2 separate regions of the Capra hircus genome follow, and region 1 is linked to region 2. Evidence: chromatin contacts called from public Hi-C data. All regions are on one chromosome and are shown on one strand. The core of a region is the stretch at or near the end of the contact, and the rest is flanking DNA. Distances in the headings are between cores, read along the strand shown. Region 1 overlaps DNAJB13 (dnaJ homolog subfamily B member 13). Region 2 overlaps C2CD3 (C2 domain-containing protein 3).

What was found. A called contact is a pair of places that touch in the nucleus more often than the background predicts.
Region 1: a contact with region 2 is called in a Hi-C map of blood, with 2.2 times the contacts expected there. The contact joins two enhancer-like sites. A contact is called at or near these places in 2 of 5 Hi-C or Micro-C datasets (both in blood).

Annotation. Positions count from the first base shown.
Region 1 is chr15:29,622,411-29,625,388 of ARS1.2, forward strand. It overlaps DNAJB13 (dnaJ homolog subfamily B member 13), which reads right to left. Exons shown (of 8, transcript XM_005689963.2): 6 at 2,876-2,978; 7 at 2,516-2,592; 8 at 1,593-1,928. The coding sequence ends at 1,775. Among named protein-coding and RNA genes, the nearest start is that of UCP2, 6.0 kb to the left of the region's middle. Within about 2 kb of position 1,726, at least 1 of the 5 cell types and tissues checked has an H3K27ac peak or open chromatin away from gene starts, as enhancers often do.
Region 2 is chr15:29,562,103-29,565,173 of ARS1.2, forward strand. The region is part of intron 30 of C2CD3 (C2 domain-containing protein 3); the gene reads left to right. Among named protein-coding and RNA genes, the nearest start is that of UCP3, 20 kb to the right of the region's middle. Within about 2 kb of position 1,504, at least 1 of the 5 cell types and tissues checked has an H3K27ac peak or open chromatin away from gene starts, as enhancers often do.

The sequences.
Region 1 (2,978 bases), core at 476-2,975, 61 kb after region 2:
CCTGTAGAATACCAGACACGCAGCACTGAAGACCACACTGACCTAATAACGATCTCCTAAATGGCTCTCATCAGGCCTGAAACCAGGCTTCCTTGAGAATCACCACGAGGCAGAGGTTAGGAGCAGGCCCTACTGCTGGCCTAGAGGAGAGCTAGACTGCCAGAGTTTTACCAGGCAGGTCCTCACCCACTCGCTGTCAAACCAGGGCACCTAGTACCACCTCTCCACCTAGGTCCTGCCTCACGGCAGAGTCTGCTCCACTCCTCTGGTTTCTACTCATAACCTAACCCTGTCCTTGGGGACTATAAGACTTCAGCTCAGAAGTAAGGTGTGGAATCCTTGGCCTGCAAGATAGGGATCATAAACAGCTTCAAAGAGGTGAAGTGATTTGCTCAAAGGCACACAGCTGGCAAGAACTCCTGGGGGTGTACCTAACTCCAAAGCCCACATTATTTAGTGAACCGTGGGTCAGATTCTACATCTCAAGGTCTGCAGCTTTCTCCCTGATGGCTTGAAATGGCTTAAGCTAATATGATATTTTGAATGGTGGAATCGAAGCAATATCTATTCTATGGGGCCCTCTTTTGGCCCACCTCGTTTTTTTTGAGGCGGGGAAGGGGCTGCACTGCGAGGCTTATGGGATCTTAGTCCTCCAACCAGGGATTGAACCCTCACTTTTTTTTTTTTTTTTTGAACCCTCACTCTTGACAGAGAAAGCAGAGAGTCCTAACCACTGGACCACCAGGGAATTCCCTCTGGTGTCTCTTAAGTCATTCCATGTAAGTGGCCACCCTCTCTGTCATAAGCTTGAATCTCTCCTAGCCCAAGCCCAGACTTCAGTGAGGGGTGCCTCCCTGGGCACAGAAGGCAGACTGGGGAAGCAGGTGTGGTCTGCACAAGCCCAGGTGGGCCTGGAGGCTGGCACTCCCATAGGCCATATTGGCAGCAATGCTGTAACCCTGATACCTATGCCATGAGTTCACCAAGCACTTTCACATCAGTGAGCAGCCTGAGGAGGGTTATGGGTTCTGCTTTACCAGCAAGATGGATAATAATGTCCAAAGGGGCAGGGGCAGGATTAGAAGCAGAGCCCAGTTCTAAGAACCTGCCTAGTTCTAGCTCAGGACCCACTGCACAGAACCAGCAATGGAGACTGGCAAGGCAGAAACCTAAGCCATTTCTGGCACTGTGTCCTTTGCGCTGCCTCTAAGCAGAGTGAAGTTGTGAGAAGTGGCCTTCAAGGTTCTGATGTAGCTTTGCCACTGAGCCCTGTGTGACCTGGGACAAGTGTTTTGCTCTCTGTGCTTCAGTTTTCCTGAGTACACTGTGACTGTATCACACTAGAGACTGCTCTTCCAAAGAGCTTGTGTCATGAGAAATAGATCTGGGGACCCTCAAAGATGATGCCTCATGCACCTCACTATCAAGGTGGGAGCACAGAGGCTCTGAACCCTAAGAGACCTGGCCAGGCTCACATAGGATGGGGTCCCAGCTCCTCAATTTCTTGGGCCCCGCCCTTGCCTCTGCTCCACGAGAAGGGCTGTATAAAGCTCTTCTCCATCTAACACATAACTCTCCTGGGTGTAGCTGGAGGATAGGAAATAAAACTTTATTGTGTCAGTTCAAAAGTCCCATGCCATCCAGTCCTCATGTCCTGTCTGTGCAGTGGGCAGGCTCCCCTGCACACCCTGAGGCTGGGTAGGGGTGGGGTCAGGCCCCGCTCACTTTCCCCTTCCCTTGCTCAGCCTCCAGCCCACCCGAGTTACGAATTACGTTATGTCAGCAACGCTTGGCGCAGCATCTGCTTCTTCTGGGGTGTGAGGCGGGTGGGGAACTGGATGTCGAAGTAAATGAAGAGGTCCCCCTTCTTGGTGGGGTCCTCCGGCAGTGGCATCCCCTCCCCTGGCACCTTCTTGAAGTACTTGGGGCTGAGATAGGGGAAGATGAAAGAAGGGAACTCAGAGGGCACGAGAGCCAGACATCTGCCCCTGCTCACCTCAGGCATGCAGCAGTCACCAGCTTCTAGAACCAGTGGCAGGGGAGAGGAGACTGGCTTGTTCCAGACAGCTTGCTCCCTGGAAATCCATTTACACTGAGTCTCTGATTCCAGAGGATTCCAGGAATCTCATTTAGATGGAAACCAGGACAAGGAGGGAAGGAAAGTGAGCAGACCCTGGGTTGGAGTGGGGAGTGCTTGGTTGCCAAGCTTCCCACACAGAGGACTGGGGAAGGGGCTTGGGGGATGCAGCTTAGAGTTCTGGAAATTCTAGAGGATGAGGACAACAGGGATTTCCTAACAATGGGGGCCTCTAGCCTCCACGATGACTTCATACAAGTAAAAAAGGCACTCCATTTGTCAAATGAATGCAGCCCACAGCTTGGCCAGAATGGGGGCTGGATTTCGATCCCTCTCACCCCCTTGAACTGGGTGCCACCTGAACAACTGTACCAGGCAAGCCTCTAAGGACCAGGAAGCCCTTCTCCCGTCTATTGGGGCCCAAGTAAATGGACTCACTGGACTATGTCATTGATGGGGATGTTGAGCAGACGGTCATCTAGGGTCTTCACCTCTACAGTGCAGCAGGTCAGAGCCTAGGGGACATGAAGGCCAAAAGTGGGAGTGGTCCCTATGTCCATTTTGTTTGGAAGGTACTTTATGAGACTATCTGATGCCAGGCTCTAAGCTGGACCTCAAGGAGACAAAAGGATGTTCAAGGACTAACAGGTGAGTGAGCTGAGCAATTACCTACCTTCAGGAGTTCACAGTCTGGGAGAAAAGAGTGACATTGATATATGTTATGATAGAGGGAGGTAAAGGGGTTGGTGGAGCCCAGGTGATCTGCCCACCCTTTGCTCCTCCACTGTGCCCACTCACCTTGCCCAAGGGGATGGAGTTCACAAAAAACAGGTTGTCATTCTCCCTGCGGAAGCGAGGGTGTAGCTTCTCTTTTACAATGAAGATGATGTCGGCTGGGATG
Region 2 (3,071 bases), core at 254-2,753:
ATGAATACATCAAGGCTGTATATTGTCACCCTGCTTATTTAACTTTATGCAGAGTACATCATGAGAAATGCTGGACTGGATGAAGAAGCAAAAGTTGGAATCAAGATTGCCGGGAGAAATATCAATAACCTCAGATATGCAGATAAACCACCCTTATGGCAGAAAGCGAAGAACTGAAGAGACTCTTGATGCAAGTGATAGAAGAGAGTGGAAAAAGTAGGCTTAAAGCTCAACATTCAGAAAACGAAGATCATGGCATCTGGTCCTATCACTTCATGGCAAATAGATGGGGAAACAATGGAAACAGTGAGAGACTTATTTGGGGGGACTCCAGAATCACTGCAGATGGTGACTGCAGCCATGAAATTAAAAGATGCTTGCTTCTTGGAAGAAAAGCTATGACCAACCTAGACAGCATATTGAAAAGCTTGGCCAACAAAGGTCCATCTAGTCAAAGCTATGGTTTTTCCAGGAGTTATGTATGGATGTGAGAGTTGGACTATAAAGAAGGCTGAGCGCCAAAGAATTGATGCTTTTAAACTGTGGTGTTGGAGAAGACTCTTGAGAGTCCCTTGGACTGCAAGGAGATCCAACCAGTCAGTCCTAAAGGAATCAGTCCCAAATATTCATTGGAAGGATTGATGCTGAAGCTGGAACTCCAATACTTTGGCCACCTGATGCGAAGAACTGACTCATTGGAAAAGACCCTGATATTGGGAAAGATTGAAGACAGGAGGAGAAGGGGGAAGCTCTGGGAGTTGGTGATGGACAGGAAAGCCTGGTGTGCTGTAGTCCATGGGGTTGCAAAGAGTCAGACATGACTGAGCAACTGAACTGAACTGAACTATATAATAAGGACAGAGGTTTGACTCAAACCCTCCCTCAAGAAATTCCCATATGAGGTAGGAGACAGGTAATGACAGTAGCAGATTAAAACAGTACTTTCCTTATGGGGGCTTTGTGAAAATTAACAATGTAAACTACTTAGTATAGTGCTGATAGGCAAACAGTGTTCAGCAAATGTTAGTGGTAAGCAAGTGCATGGTTGGTCAGATTTACACATTAGAGAATTCTCCCGGTGGCTTGTAGAGGGTGCAGAAGGTCAGGAGAGAACAGGTAGGAAACTTGGGAGTAATAGTAACAAATAAAGAAAGTCTGACCTAATGCATAAACTGCTTTATGATGAGGAAGAAGGGGAGGGATTTGATAGGATTAAATAGGGGCAGGGGATGAGAAAGACAAAAACAGAAAGATATGACTTAGAGATTTCCGTCACAAGTAGGTCATTTACCAGGTAGGGAACAGCGCACAGTTAATCTGGAGGGAAGAGGCAGATTTCCATTTTGCATATTTGCATTTTGCCTATGAGAAGAGGACATGCCAGCTTGGAACTCTGCTATAAAGGTCAGTGTCTCTAGAAACAGACGAGGTTGGCAGGGAGAGCCACATGAGACAGAGCCTGGAGGATCACCAGCACGTGAGGGCAGGGGGAGCAGAGACCAACGCAGAGGAGGGCTGGTCAAGAGATGAGGGCAGCAGTTTCAGGGAGTGGTGGTCAGCACCCGGATGCGTAAGGCGGATCCAGCAGAAAGTGGGCTGACGTGTATTCTCTGGCTTTTGTGTTAGGAGGACAGTGCAGAGGTGGGAATGGAAAGCAGGTTTCAGTGGGGGAGGGAACCAGTGGTAACTTTTCCCTCTCAACTGAGGAGACAGGCACAGCTGACATTGAGTACATGCTCTGTATCGGGCGCCATTCTAAGCACTCTGCATGTATAACATCATTTAATCCTTCAAAGGTATAATTATTATATCCATCTAATAGGTGAAGGAACAAGCCCAAAATGTGAACTTGCCTGAAGTTACCAGCTAATGTGAGACAGATTACTGCTAGAGTAGGACCCTTAGAGGAGAAGGCAATGGCACCCCACTCCAGTACTCTTGCCTGGAGAATCCCATGGACAGAGGAGCCTGGTGGGCTGCAGTCCATGGGGTTGCTAAGAGTCGGACACGACTGAGTGACTTCACTTTCACTTTTCACTTTCATGCACTGAAGAAGGAAATGGCAACCCACTCCAGTACTCTTGCCTGGAGAATCCCATGGACGGGGGAGCCTGGTGGGCTGCAGTCCATGGGGTCACACAGAGTCGGATACGACTGAAGCGACTCAGCAGCAGCAGCAGCAGGACCCTTAGAAAGGCAGGTGGTTGCCGGGCTGACACGGGGAGCTTGGTGTTTCAGACACACCCTGAACACCTCATGACAGAGCTGTTCTCCCCACAGTATCAACCAACTCTCAGGCAGAGTCCCCAACAGTGAGAGCAGCAACAACAGCTAGGCCCTACCTCACTGAGGCCTCTGAGGATGTCTGAGTTTAAAGGGTTCTTTTCTTCATGGTCTCCAACTCCACTCCCACTCATTCTGTAGATATTTATTAAACATTTATTGTGTCCCAGGTACTATACTAGGTGACAGGAATGTAGTATGAAAAAGAGCTCATATTTGCCCTCCCCAGGTTGAAAGTCTAGCATTAGAACAGCATTAGACCAGCTTGCATCAGAACCATACTTAGCTTACTTAACAGAAACAAAAATGTAGACCATCAAAATAGTCCCCTCCCCGGAATTCCCTGGCAGTCCAGTGGCTAGGCCTCAGTACTTTCATTCCATGGTGCAGGTTCAGTCCCTAGTCGGGGAGCTGAGATCCTGCAAGCCTCGAGGAGGGGCCAAAAAAATAGTCCCCTCCCAAACTCAATCAGCACTTTGAACCAATAGTACTGGGTATCCCCAGAGCATACAGAGAAGTGCAAGTACAGTACCTGCCTTCTAGAGCTCATGTCGTGATGGTGGGTCAGCTGTGCCCAATCAGAGCCATTTCTGGATGTGAGCACAGAACACTCCGTAGAACAGGCCCTCCTTCAGTGCCCGGCACCACCTTCCAGCCTCAGGCACTGCCCTGGAACTGCCTTCCCACCCCGACCCTGTCTGTCAGGTTCTGACCAGCAGGCCCTCAGCAAGAATGACCCAGTGCTTGCTACCTGTCAGCCTCATGCAGGCTCCAGGGAGTTAGTGAGG